Linked DNA regions of Mus musculus: region 1 is linked to region 2. A link is a contact called in public HiChIP or PLAC-seq data. All regions are on one chromosome and are shown on one strand. The core of a region is the stretch at or near the end of the contact, and the rest is flanking DNA. Distances in the headings are between cores, read along the strand shown.

The links. HiChIP or PLAC-seq counts read pairs in DNA pulled down with a chosen protein or histone mark.
Region 1: a contact with region 2 is called in an H3K27ac HiChIP or PLAC-seq map of embryonic stem cells, with 2.9 times the contacts expected there. The contact joins two enhancer-like sites. A contact is called at or near these places in 2 of 15 datasets of contacts at CTCF or cohesin (large pre-B cells and stem cell-derived epiblast-like cells) and 4 of 115 datasets of contacts at active chromatin or transcription factors (embryonic basal ganglia, embryonic forebrain and embryonic stem cells).

The regions. Positions count from the first base shown.
Region 1 is chr4:125,594,791-125,601,950 of GRCm38.p6, reverse strand. The region is part of intron 1 of Grik3 (glutamate receptor, ionotropic, kainate 3); the gene reads right to left. Among named protein-coding and RNA genes, the nearest start is that of Gm32807, 38 kb to the right of the region's middle. Within about 2 kb of position 3,405, at least 24 of the 459 cell types and tissues checked have an H3K27ac peak or open chromatin away from gene starts, as enhancers often do. A contact at or near this core is called in embryonic stem cells, where this site is marked.
Region 2 is chr4:125,161,693-125,169,065 of GRCm38.p6, reverse strand. All of the region lies in intron 2 of Gm32611 (a long non-coding RNA gene), which reads right to left. All of the region lies in intron 2 of Gm40245 (a long non-coding RNA gene), which reads right to left. Among named protein-coding and RNA genes, the nearest start is that of Gm40245, 15 kb to the right of the region's middle. Within about 2 kb of position 6,110, at least 7 of the 459 cell types and tissues checked have an H3K27ac peak or open chromatin away from gene starts, as enhancers often do. A contact at or near this core is called in embryonic stem cells, where this site is marked.

The sequences.
Region 1 (7,160 bases), core at 2,156-4,655, 440 kb before region 2:
AGTCAAAGGGTTATCTGTATGTAGTCTAGAAAGGCTGAAAGCACCCAGCAGAGAGTTCCAGGGACGGGCTTTCTGCTGCTGTTCTGGAAAAGGAGATGTATGTCTCTCTTTCCATTCATTCATTCATTCATTCAGTCAGTCACTCACTCACTCACTCACTCATTCATTTGCATATCCATTCGCTACACAGCTAATTACTGGCCACAACTCTGAGCAGTCGGCACAGTGCAGGTACCAGGTGAATAAGAGCAATAAAAGCCTCCAAGCACCGCAGGAGCTCAAGGCTCTGACAGGAAATGGCCGTGGGCAGCAAATAAAGCACTCGAAGGGCTCCAACTTTCCTGTGATGATTGCTTGAAACACAGCAGGGGCTCAGGAGAGACAGGGCTGTGGCCATTATAGGAGAAGCAACCTGTGACTTGCCTGAGTCCAGATGTGGGAGGAGCCTGGCAGCCAGGTGCAGGGAGGCTGGCCTTGGTCCAACTGTATGAAAAGGGCTTGTATTTGGGCAGGGCCAGTAGGGAGAGATGAAGGAGGATGGAGGTGTGTGCTATAGGGATGACTACTCTAGAACTGGCCAGTGGTGAGCAGGGGTGGGGAGTGGGCTCTGGAAAGGGAAAAGGGGTGTATAGAAGATGACCTCAAGGCTTAACTGAGGACATTATACAGTTAAGTCACCTTACATTGCTGCTACCACTCCCCCACCTACACCACCTTGATCAGTCCTCTCTATGGCCTCGTGTTTCTGTGGCTTTGTCAGGAATGGGAACACGGGTGCTGCTTGCCACACGGGATGCCCCTACGGCTTCAGCAGCATTAATCAGCAAGAGGAAATCAGTTACAGAGACGGAGGGCCTTTGCCTGCGTCTCCAGTATTGGGAAAAGCCGCAGTTCAGTTCCAAGGAAGGGCTGTGCCCACCCCTAAGGTCCCAGGGGGGGTTTCCTGATTGAGTCCTGAGGCCTGGTGGCAGTTGTTTTAATTGATCTGGTGATATGTGGAGCTTTGTCTGTACAACTCGGGGACACACAAGTCAAATACAGCGACATCGACCACGTCAAGAGGATGGCTGCAGGCTCCTGAGCTGTCCAGAGACCCTGATGAGGGATGGGCTGTCATCAGGCGGAGGAGCCAGAGCCTAGCTGCTGGAGAGAGGGCTGCACCAGGTGCTGCAGAGGGGCCTGGGGATTGGTGAATGTCCTTGCCGGAAGGCAGCAGGATCGGAGATCTAGAACTACCACAGGGGCTCCTGGAGACAAGCAGGGCATCCACCCGCTCTCCTGACAACAGAGCAGTCCCAGAGTCCACCCTCCTGCAGCCCTGCAAGGAGTTGAAAGGCTGAGACCTTCCTGAATGGCTTGGACCCCCCTCTCCAGCCTCAGCCCTTCAGTCCAGTGCAGGTCACCCTTCTCTCTCAAAGTCCTCATCACTGTCCCACCCAACTGCCCTTTGCCTCCTGACTTTCCTCAGCCTAGACAGCGGCCGACCCTTCCAGCCTCCCAGTTCACTCTCCCTCCTCCAGCTTCCAATCCTGTTCTGAGCCTGGGTGGCATTCGCTGCCTTCCTTTTGTCCCACCCGGAAGCCATCGACAGACATCACATCTGCACCTTTTCACATTCTCTATCTCTGACCTTCTAGAAGAAGCACAAGGTTCTGCCAGTGAGGGGACAGGCTACAAGGGCTAGCCACTGACCAGAAGGAGCTTCAACCAGGAGGCGCAGGAATGTGAACAGACAGTCACACAGCTTCTAGTCCCCAGGGAGATCTCCACTGAGCACGCACAGTTTCGCAGAGGTTCCAGCAGGATGATACGCAGAGCGACGGGAGTCCCAGTATAGCCCCCTGATTCTTTTCTTTCCTACCCTGGCCTCCCTGCATCTCTGGGTGCTGCTTCCTGGGGCCATTCTCCAGATAAACTCTCAAACCCTCACCCTTCTCCGAATAAGGGGATCTCCTGAGCTCTGAGGGTCTTTCCCCATGTGGCGACACTCTGTAGAGACAGGGCATGTGTCTCACTCCACTCTCTATTTACTCTGTGACTGTCATCTGCAGGGTGAGGTCTACACGTTTGTCATTCAGGTACCTTCTTATCTTTCCCAGGGTCTGCACTAGCAGAGAGGCTGTCAAAGCACATTGTTAAGTAAATGCTAACACACACACACACACACACACACACACACACACACACACACACCATTGCTTGCTTTAAGAAGCTAATTCCAGTTCAGGCTTTGATATTTACATGACAAATCAGACACTGTACAAATACCCTCAGGGCCACCAGCAATGAAGACATCCAGCTAAGAGGACTGGGCTCCTGAAGTTCCTCACCCCTACCCAGCCCGGATGAGGAAACTGAGGGTAAGACACCCTGAAAAGACATGGTGACCTACTTCTGCTTGGAAAGGGTCAGGAACATGGACTGACATGTGGGTCAGTGGCTGAAGAGGCCTTGATAGTCACTGATGGTGGAGGGAGTCGGTCTATAACCTAAGTAACAGTATATCTGTGCTTCGAACAGGCGCCTGCAGGGAAGAGGGGCCAGCACCAGGAAAAGAGCGCTGCCCCAGTGGCCACCAAGAAGCAGGAGTAGGCAGAGGTTAGGTAGAGAAAAATCAGTGAAGAGAACGAGAGATGTTATCACTCCTGTCCTCCTCTGTTTTAAATATCAATTGCTATGCAGGTTAAACACTTATTCAGATGCCTTTTAGCTTAAAAGCAAGCTAATTGATCTCTGGAGATGGAGAATGAACAGTGAAGAAACTGCACTAATTATAGAATCAGCTTTTACTCTCTGTTTTATTTTGTTCTTCTCTGACAATGCAGCCGGAGTGACAGAAATGAGCCTGGGGGAGCAAACAAAACCAAAAAACACATGTTTTCACTACTTGATGATATCCAAACACGTTTTTCCCCTCCTCCAACAGAATTCCTGACTGGGAGGAGCCCCTCCCCCAGGTAGGGCTCTTTCTGCAAACTGCTCCCAGACAGCGACCCTCAAAGGCGGAACCACATGATGTTACAAAAGTCAGTGCGGTCGTCCCTAGCCAAGATCTACCAACATTCTCTGCTCTCAGTCATGCTCCCTTCAGGCCCCACCTTCTTATGTGGGCGTGGCTTGCCTGGGTGGCCAATGGAGCTCAGTGTTGCCTGGGCAGGGGCGGGAGCTTCCGGTCCTTTATGTGGCAGGAGACAATATCTACAGATGAGAAACTTTTTGAGTTGTGCTGTGATGCTCAATCTTAGAGTTTGAAACCGTTCAGAAATCGTGCTATGTGACGGCTTAGGCGAAAAATCAGAAGAGTTCTGGAATCTGACTACCAATCCCAAGCATATTGGATGAAGAGCACTCAACCCGTACCACACAAGGGTGCATCTTGCCTTCGGTCCTCCTGGAGAGACCTCAGGGTCCTTTGGCTTTCTTCTGATCCCAGCCCAGGCTCTGACTCCACTTGTGGACCCTTGGGGTGGAGTAGAGATTGAGCGCCTCTGGCCTTTTGAAGGAACAGCAACTTCAACAGCCACAGTTGGAAAATGAGCAGGGCTCTCCTTTGCTCTGCTCGCTGCGCAGTGAACCTATAAGGTGGGGTATGCAACCCTGCTACACAGACTTGACAACCGCGGAAACCTTTTCTGGCAGATCATCTCACCGGAAAGGCGCTTTGGGGAATCGCTGTGTTCCAGTGATTTGGGCAAAAGTTTTTCCTTCCCCTAGCTTCTGAGGTCTAGGGCTAGATTCTCCATGTGTCAGTCTGCTCCACACTCCCGATGCCCAGCCTTGGGCACTAGAGAGTAACATGAAAGGACGCAGAAAAGATGAAGAGGTCTACTTGTCCCCAGGGTGAACTGAGGGGCTGGGTCCCTCTTTCTCTTAGGCTGATTCCCAGAGCTAGGAGGCTGGCTGATTTAAATGCAGCCTCCGAGCTATGATTACTCGCTCGGCTCTCATTAGTGTGCCGATGTGTGCGCACACCTGGGCAGGTGTGGGCACACATCTTGCTTAGGTGGAAGCCCAGCAGGGTGGAAAGCATGGGGAGCCAATTCATCAACCTCATGCTTTGTGCCCGTCTCCCCGGGGCCCTTGGCTGAAATAAGAGATTCTGACTTAATTATGATCATTAGCAAATGAGGCTGCTTGAGTCTTCACAAGCTTGCGGCTGTTCAAAGGGATCCCCCAGTGACCTTGTCATCCACTAACACCAGTGATAGAGACGTTCAACCATTCGGCTCTCCCCTCACTGAACACACAGGGAAGCCAATACCATGGATCGGGTGCCTGACCTACAGCTGCTAAAACAGTAGGGAGACCTCCACTCCAAACATCTTGCTTACTCCCCAAATCTATAAGGCATTTCACATTAATCTTCTTTAAAATTTTTATTACATCACTTACTTGATTCTGTGTGTGTGTGTGCACCATAGCACATGTGTGGAGGTCAGAGAACAACTTGTTCTGTTCAGTTCAGTTCTCCCACTGTGTGTGTTCCAGGGATCATGCTCAGGTCCCCAAGCTTTGTGGCACCTTTACCTGCAGCAACATCTGTCCAGCCCCACTTCGTGCTAGTATTAAAGGTCTGTTTGTTACTTAGTTCTGTCTGTCTGTTCCCCACCTTGCACACTCTATCAGTGTGTCTGCCTGGTCTACCTACAACATGGAGGGGCCATTCCATTAGTATTGCTTGAATATGAATGAATATGCAATATATTCAGGAAATATATGAATCTGTATAGGTAGGCATAGACAGCAAAACTCCAGGAAGGTAATACGTGCATAGCAATTTTGAACCAGAGCTTCTGCCTCAGGGTGGCAGAAGGTGGCACTGCACAAGGTTAAGAATATAACCCAGGCCTTTAAGCAGGTGGAAGGATATGTGTGTGTGTGTGTGTGTGTGTGTGTGAGATCAGAAAACTGAACTCCTTTATCCCAAAGTCGGAAAGACCCTTAAGTTCTGCCTCATCATGGCTATACAGAGAGCCTAAGGCAGTTTTATGACAGGGAGGGCAGCAGGTGACTCTGCAAGGTGGGAGCTAAGTTGCAACCTCTAAATTTGCATCAGCAGCAACAGAGAAAATAAGTAGTTTTGAATTTTTTTAAATTGAGGTTTCAAAGTGCGGTTTCCTAAAATATGCACGCTGAACAAATACAAAGGTTGGCCTTCCTGCGTCTCTGCCTGGGAAGAGGCTGAGCAAGGAGATCCAAGACAAAGCTAGATCCAGACAAACAGACATATCAGTACTGCACATTGAGCCTGCCTTCCAAATCTCTGCCATTTCGATTTCCTCTAAACCAGCTTTCCCTGGTTGCAGAAGTGGGAAAGAAGGCTCAGAGAAGTCAGCCATCTGCACGAAATCTCACGGGTTCTGCGGATCCACTGGTGATGAAGGACTGTCCCAGAGTCCTAGTGAGCTTTTCCTAAGCCCCACCCAAGGAAAGCTGTCCCCTGGAAGTCAGCCCCAAAGCCTCTACAGTCCTTAGAATGTCAGGTTCCTTGCCAGAGGCAGTTCCAAGTTTATCCTTTCTATGGTACATGGCATGTCTCATTCCCGTCGTTTCCAATGAATTCTTTTATTGCCTCACAAGGTTATAATTAACAGCAGATAAACCTATTTCCAAGTCGAGGCAATTGAGCCGTGAGACTGAAACATGCAGACTTTTCCCCAAAAGGCCTGGCTGGCTGAGAGCCTCCTGCTGAGCAGGGCTTTCCCGTGTTTGGTGGCCGCTTGTCCAGCTCTTCCTATCCCACACAGGTGTGACTTTTGATGGGAAGCTGTGAAGTCTGGGCTGTGGCTGAGGGACAGGCTCTAGCAGGGTCAGGGTCTCCAACCACTATGGACATTCTGGTCCCCTAACCGTGTCCACCGTGTCACCGACTCATTTGTACAATCAAATTCAGGTCCTGCTTTCCAACTGTACTCTGTCCTTGGGCCTGCCATCCAAGGACACTGATAACCTTCTGTGTCCCAGCTGTAAGGAACGGTGTCATCCTCCCCCTCTCCGCCCCTTCCTGTGTCACCTGCCCTGCCACCTGCATGGCTCCCACTCTACCCTTCCTGCGCCAGCTTCCTCTTGTTCTCTCCCTCCTCCCTGCTCTTCCCAGAGGACCATGGCTTCATGAATCTAGCTGCCACCCCTACTCTGCCTTATCCGCCCACCCCAACATCCTCATGCAATGCACCATTTAGTCACACCAGACTTTTTGCTCATCCGGGCTAATATCCATCATTTCCTCCTGACCTTACTTCTGTTTATTCACAGTGGCAACATGTCGGAGCACCTTTTACTCCAGATGCCTAGTGCACATCTTCTTGTTCAGTTTGGACCATGTCCCTAAGTGTTAGACACTCACTGAGAGGGATGGAAAAGCTGAGCTCCCAACAAAGATGTAACTCCCCCATGGCTCTCACCTAAGCCAGATGTACCAAGTGTCTCCTTCCCCCAGACAACACTGATTGGTAATCAATGACCTTGTATTTTTGCCCCATGGCTTTATGCTTATCAATCCCCCAACTAGGCAGTAAAGCCCACGAGGAATGAGCTGCTCGTTCCAGGCACAGAGGCAAGAAAATGGAGCCCGTATGAACAAAGCTCCCATCCTGGGCCCTGTGTCACCTTATTGATAACAGAAAATTCACCAAATGCCTGCCGTATCACACTCTTCTAAGCATGGGAACTGTAGCCCGGAGCAAAGTGAGCCCGCTCCTGCCTTCAAGATGGCATCTGCTTGTGCCAAGAAGTGGGAGGAGAGTGTACAAGGCAAGGCTCTGGAGAGAGGCAGGAGAGACTCAAACACAGCAAACATACCCAGCCCCTAAGCCCTGCGGACTGTAGGCAAATGGGCACATGTTCGTCACGACACCCTGCTCATAGCCTGACAGGGGTGGGGAAAGAGTAATAGCAACCAATCACCAACCACAGGACGCTCCTCTGTTGTGGATGTAGTACTCTGAGGACAAAGGATGAAGGGAATGGTCCAAGAGCTTCCTCAGAGGAGAAGAGGCAGGCAGCAGACAGAGACAGAGCAGCAGAGAGACTGCCCGGTAGGCACTGTGCACCTTGGCTGGGTGTGAAAGTCATAGCCTGCCTAGTCATCTCTCCTCAGGTCAACCTTTTCTGCCTGTAGAACCTGACTCCCTTTTACAGTGTTACCAGACTGTCTGGTG
Region 2 (7,373 bases), core at 4,861-7,360:
GACACCCACTTTCTCCCAAGAGCCTGTTTTCAAGGTCCCCTCAAGAAATAGGACAAGGCTTTCGAAAAGGGTTCTTCAGTCCGATTTGTCCTTCTGTAACATTTCTGTCCTGTGTGTTAACTCTATAGAGGACACGAAGACAGAGGGACTCTGGAGAGAAATGTCCTTACTACTTACTGACTGTGTCTAAAAAAGAAAGTTGGGCTGAGTGAGGCACGCGCCTTTAATGCCAGCACTCAGAAGGCAGAGGCAGGTGGATCTCTGCGAGTGTCGGGCTAGTCGTGAACATGTAAGCAAAGACACACATGGGGCGTGGGGGAGTGGGGAGCATGTCAACTGGCCTCCCTTTGATCTGTGTGGTAACCAACCTGTACCAGATCAGGAGAGTTACCGTCAGCCCCTCCCCACAGCTCTGTACTCACCAATGTGACTCAAGGCTGGAGATGGGCATTTACACCAAAGAAATGGATTTTTAAGAACGCTTTGTTCCAGAGCAATAGCGTTTACACACTTGCCATCACACACTCACACTGCAAATAAAAATAAAGGAAGCTCTGCAGGGCTCTGCACCACCGCGGCTGAACAGGGAACGAGCTCTTTCTTTTCATGATGAACTTTTGGTTCACAAACCAAGAAATGGGTTTCGAATGACACATGTGTACCCACATGGTGTCTCCCTTCCTCCCTCCTCTCTGCCCTGCCCTCTCCACACTACCCTCCTCCCTCCTATTTGCCTGTCATATACAATCTGACTCCTCTTCCTCTCCCTCTCCCTCTCCCTCTCCCTCTCCCTCTCCCTCTCCCTCTCCCTCTCCCTCTCTCATCCCCATCATCTCCTCCCTTCTAACCTCTTCCCCTTCAGTCCTTTCTCTACTTTCCTGTCCTATATATACCAGACACCCCACCCCCTTAGATAGGCTCTCAACTACCCTGGACTGGCCTTGAACTTGAAACAGAACCAATGATGAGCTTAAACTTCTCATCCTCCTGCTTCCACATCCAGAGTGTTGGAATTACAGGTATAAACCTTTACACCCGCATAAAAATAGAATAAAATCAAATAAATGGGGTTAGAGAGATGGCTCAGCAACTAAGAGCCCTGGCTGTTCCTCCAGGGGTACTGAGTTCAATTTTCAACAACCACATGGTGGCTCACAGGCATCTGTAATGGGATCTGATGCCCTCTTCTGGCATGCAGGTGTGCATGCAGACAGAACACTCATGTACATAAAATAAATCTTTAAAAATAAAATAAATCAAACACTTAAATTTACCCCAGTTCACCTCTCTCACTTCTTCTGTGACCACAACCTGTGCCCTTCCAGAATCTTCTGTCTTAATCATCTCCAGGTCCCTGGGGTCCAATATCTCCCATCAACCTGGAAGCCCTTGTCTCCCCTTATATCCCCCACCACATATGGACCCCTCATGAGGCCTCACAGACATCCTGGCTTAGTCAAGACATCCTGGCTTAGAATTCCCAGTACTACTAAGGCCTAGAACTATCCACTGTGGCCCCAGCTCCAAAAGGCCAGAGCCATGTATCCTTCCAGATCTCACACAGTCTAACACTGATGGATTGGACAGAACCAGGGAGAGCTGATCCAATAATTTGAGAACACAGCCGCCAAGACACACTGTAGCTGGGATCCTCACAAGAAGCCCCAGGGATCAGAATGAACCTGGAGGTTTATTCTGGAGGGCATATCCATCTGCACAGGCATCCTGGCCACAGATTAGCAGGGACGGATGTTAGGCCCTAGCTCAGGAACTCGGGCCTGCCCAGGGCACTTCCCAGAAACCTTCCATGCACCACCACCCCACCCCACCCCCGGTACCTGTCCACTCCCATCTTCCCACTAACTAGAAGCCCCCACTCACATCAGCCACTTTTACATCCACCCACATGCCTGACAAAGCAAAGGATGGGGGCTCCACAACACAAGTAAAATCGGCAAGAAAGGAGAAAAACAGCGGGGGCCTTCCTGCACACCTCGATCTGTAGGCAGGGGCTCCTGAATCCCAGAGGAGACTCCTTGAGAACTTCCTCGGAGCAGAACAAAGGTCAGCAGGAGCAGGAATAAATGGTATCAGAATAAACAAATCCAACCCTGACAGGCCGGGGGCCTGGCTTCTGCAAAGACACCCACCCACCTCCCAGCCTGAGTAGGGGGAACTCACAGATACCAGTGTCAGAGAGAGGAAAGGCCCGGCCCAGGGCTCCTTCACTGGGCAAAAGCCAGTGTTCTTTGACAAGCCAGTCAGTGCTCATTCAGCTGGCAAGGCACATGCCTTAGTTTCAGCTGAATCCACAGGGAAAGGGGGGTGTGGGGGGGGGTGACCCTCGTGAGGGGGTGTGGCCCTTGTGACAAAGACCTTATATTGTACAAAGTATGTAAATCTCAGCTGGAGGTTTCTACCCCCTCGTTAGCTATTTCAGTTTAAAATAATGGGTTTCGGGGCTGGAGCGATGTTAAGAGGCTAAGTTAAGAGCACTGGCTGTTCTTCCAGAAGTCCTAGTCCTGAGTTCAATTCCCAGCAGTCACATGGTGGCTCATAACCATCTGTAATGAGATAAGGCACCTTCTTCTGGCCTGCAGGCATACATACAGGCAGAACAATGCATACATAATAAATAAATAAATAAATAAATAAATAAATAACTTTTTTAGGACTGGGTTTCTCTACGACATGGGTATGCGTATTCATCATAGTGCCTTGCAGCCCTGTATGCTGTGACCCTCAGCCTCAACCCCACTGTCCCCTCTGTAACCTTGGGCTTTTCCACCCATGCATAAGCTCACTGAAATAACAACTCCGAGAATTATATTTCTGAATAAATGCATGGGCCATAAACTTGGGCCTGTTCCCTGACTAGTGTATAACTTAATTATTTCATTTATCCTAGTCTAAGTCCCATCATGCAGCTATTACCTGGTCCTCAGGCCTTCGTTTTATGTATCTCTCTCCTCCTCAGAGTTCAGGGCAAATCTCCAATGACTCTTTCCCAGAATTCTCTCCCTCTCCCTCTCCCTCTCCCCTCCCCCTCCCCCTCCCCCTCCCTCTCTGCCAGAACTCCTGCCTCAGGTCATTGATGACTTTTTTTTAAGATTTATTTTTATTTAATGTACATGAGTGCTCTATCTGCACGTACACCTGCATGCCAGAAGAGGGCACCAGATCCCATTACACATGGTTGTGAGCCACCATGCGGATGCTGGGAATTGAACTCAGTACCCGTGGAAGAACAGCCAGTGTGCTGAGCCATCATCTCTCCAGCCCAGGCCATAAACTTTTTTATTGACAGGTGAATGCTTTTACACAATGCAGAGATCCTCTCTACAACCTTCCTTTCCCAGAGTCGACCTTCTGCTTTCCAGCATATGTGTGTCTAGTTAAATCCAGATTCTTCAAATGAGAAAAAAACATATTTGGTCTTTCTTCCCCACTTCCTTATCTCATTCCCCTCTCCAATCCTGGCTCAGACCCTTCCCTCCCCGTTTATAGTCAACTCTCTACTTTGATTTCCACATACAGATTTGTATCTGTATTTATCTAGATCCCCCATGCAAGAGAAAACATACAATGTCTGTCTTTCTGAACCTGGCTCGTTTCACTTAACACGGTATTATCTGGTTCCACTTCCCTGAATACTACATAATTACGATTTCTTTACAACAAAGAAGATGCGTGTGTATGCATGAGTGTGTGGGCATTTCCTTTGTCTCATTTGTTGATAGGCATTGAGGGTGCTTCTGGGTCCTGGCTATTGTGAAGTTTTCTGCAATCAACACAATATGTTTTCCTTCCTGACACTGACGTGTCTCGAACTTAGAGGCCTTTAGGAACATACATACCCAGAGGAGGTATAGCTGGGTCACACAGTAGTTCAATATTTAGTTCTTGGGGAGCCTCCATATCAACTTCGACAATTAGCATTCTATTCTGACTCTTCCTAGATGGGCGGTTCCCTTGAGTGCTGTTGACACTTATGCTGTTGAAGTTTAGTCTTTTGCTGTGTATTGTAATGCTAAGTGTGGACCTCCAAGACCTGGTTGCTCCAGAGACTCGAGACTCCTCACGTAGACCCAAGTGACACTATGTGACCTTGCTCCCAAAGTTATTTCTGATTGGTAAATAAAGATGCCAACAGCTATTAGCTGGGTAGAAGAGACATGGGCAGGGTTTAGGGCAATGGGCAAACCCCAGGCATGGGTTTGTTGTGAGGAGGGGAGAACCATGAGAAGAGGAAGGAGAGATAAGCCACCATGACTTAGGTGAGTTCATGAAAACCTGGCCCTGAAGGCCGGGCAATTGGGGTTAAGAGCAGCCCAGATGAAACACGGTGAGTAATAACTCAGGGTTGTCTATAGAAACGTAGATTCTAAGAGCATAGAGGGTAGATACCTGCCCAGCTCTTGTACTGTTTAAGGCTTATTGTAAGTAATAAAAGTTGTGTGTCTTTTATCTGGGAACTGAATGATCAAAGGCGGGGTAGAAACCCTAGTGTGGCATTCTGTTCGGACGCCTCCTAGAAAAATGCTGCTGCTGCTGCTGCAGCTCCCTTGTGTGATGCTAACACTTACTATGCTCTTACTGTCTTCCAAGAACTCAGGGGCCCCCAGCCTCTCACTGTCCCCAAGGACTCTGTCTCCCCGAGCCAGCACCCAGTGCCTGAGCTAAAGCTCAAGTGTCAGGCTTTCTGCCTCCAGTCACCCTAAGACAATGAGCAAGTCCCTGTCTTGCTCACGCCTGGGTCTCTTCTCCCTAAGACAGATGCCAAGGGACGCCTGCTCCCAGGATGTATGGGGACCACAGTTCCACAATGGAACAGGTGGAACCTGTAGAGCCTGGCCGCTAGGATCCAGAGGCATCAAGAGGGTGATGGTCAGATTCCGACCTCAACTATGGCTTTACTGACTGACTTCTTCCCACTACACACACACCCACTGTGCCGGGGTTCAGAGAGCTGACAAAGCAACCTGTGTGTGAGGCCCTGCAGTCCATCCCAGTATCACACATGGGCACATGTGCGTGTGTGTGCACACACATACCACACACACACACACCAAACATGTAAGAAGCTGTGCTCATATGCCCACAGTTCAACATGCACACTACAGGACACCTGCATTCTAAGTCCCAAAGATCCCTTATCAGCATACTAAGCAAGGTTGGGAACCACACAGGCCCTGTCAGAGGGCAAAGTAGCAGTGCCCTCTGCATGGGGTTTCCATCTCTCCTAGGACCTGGAGACCATAAAGATCCTCCTTAAACTGGACATATGGGTACATGCCTGTTACCCCTAAGTAAAGACAACCCCAAGGCCAGCCTGAGTGACAGAGTGAAACCCTGGGGACAGGAAAGCTTTTTTTAAAAAGAGAACTCATCTCTTTTCTTGCAATGTTATTCCTCCTGCCATGACACCCAACCTAATGTCAAGGGTGAACCTCAAAGCTGCGTCGCTTGCAGGCACCCTTTCCTGTCTGTCAAGAGAGACTCCGGCCAGCAGCCTCAGCATCACACAGAGAACATGTTCCCCTCCCCCACTGTTGACCTTCATCAGTGTGAGTGAGCCCTGAGAATCTACCCAGGTAGGTCATAAAGCAGTTGAGTCAAGCGCTCCCGGGAGCTCCCCTGTGACACCTGAAGGAACTACAGTGTGGTGGGTACACATGCACTAGCTAGTCATTGCCTCAGAGGAGGCTGGAAGTAAGTAGAAGGCTGGCCCGGCTAGATGACAAGGGCCAACAGCCAGAGGCACAGGAAAGAGGCAGCCTAGCCTTGGGGTCAAAAGAAGCGATGTCCCTTGACATGGAAGGCAGTTGGCCTCAAGTGCTGAGCTGATCTTCGCAGTACACCTGGACAGAGATCACAAGACAGGCCTGTCACAGGCCAGGAGACTCCCGATGAAGCTCTCTTAGGAGCCACCAACCAACCTTCCTTCTTACTTCCAGGACAAGCTCACAGGCAGAGCCCTGCTAGCCTCTCCTCTCATCCCCCGGGGACAGTATAGTTAAAACAGCATCAGGACCGAGCCCAGCTCACCCCATCCACGCAGCCTGAGACTGGCTGGAGCCTTGGAGAGGGCTACCCTTGAATGCAAAAACTTGATTGTAATGCTGAAGCCTTGAGCCAGCCTTAGGAGTGCCCTACCCAGCAGGCTGCCCGCATGCGCACAGTGGGATGTACCTGATTCACCACGTGACAGAAAACAATGGAGCACCTGACTCACCTACACTGACATTCCCATTAGCCCAGCACACACATGAATGCACCTCCCCCCCTCCAAAAGAAGCGTTTCTCACCCAAATTCATCTAAAACCACCCAACACCCAGGTGCCACATGTTCAGTCCAGCACATGCCCCCACGCCAAGCCACATTTCCTGCACCACCATACAACACAACAAACATCAGATAATGCGTTACACAGACTCAGTGCACCCTCACCCTCACCCCTATAAAGCGGCCTGCCTCAAAGCTTATGGACAGGTGAGCTCAGACCCTCCCCCATGTGGCCTGGTGCTGAGGTCCCATCCCAAGCCACATGTCCAGGGTGTGGGGTCTGCACGTGCCTCACAGAAAGGCACATTGGCTTCTCTCACAGAAAGAACCAACATCCTCAACCCAGACCATGCCCAACAGGGTCCTGTCTGTGGACATGCTGTCTGTGGACATGCTGTCTGTGGACATGGCTGTGTAAGCTACCTCCATTCTAAATGAAGGTCAAAGCTGTGTTAGTTATGTTTCTCCTTGCTAGACTAACACACCTCACCAGCAGCAACTTACAGGACGCAGGGGTTATCCTTGCATACTGTAAGGGGTCATGTCCCATTATGGTGGCTAGGCCATGAAGTGGCTGGTCACATGATATTCAAAATCATGATGCAAAGAGATTTGTGCGGCCCAGATTGCCTTCTCTGTAACTATGTGACCGTGTGATGGCTGGACCATGTGCATATGGTCTCATGGGCCAGAAAAAAAAAAAAATGGTAGTGGGCTCCCCGAAGCTAGGAGTACAGGCTGTTATGGGCTGTTCCGTGTGGGTGCTAGAAAAGAAACCCAGGTTGTCTACAAGAACAGTGTGCTTTCTTAACCAATGGGCCATGTCTCCAGCCCAACTACACACACACACACACACATTCAGGGAGGACCTTCCCTGCTCAGTGAACACCCTTCCAGACACACCCAAAAGTGTGTCTCCTATGTGATTCCACTTCCCACCACGGTGACAATAAAGATGGCTCACTCTTCATCGGGTCTGAACTCTCGTCTCAAAGAGAATCAAATAAAACAACCAACCAGTAAGCACACACACCATTTTCACCAACAGAACTGGTCTGTCCAGGAGTTCTCTGTCCCCATCCAGCGT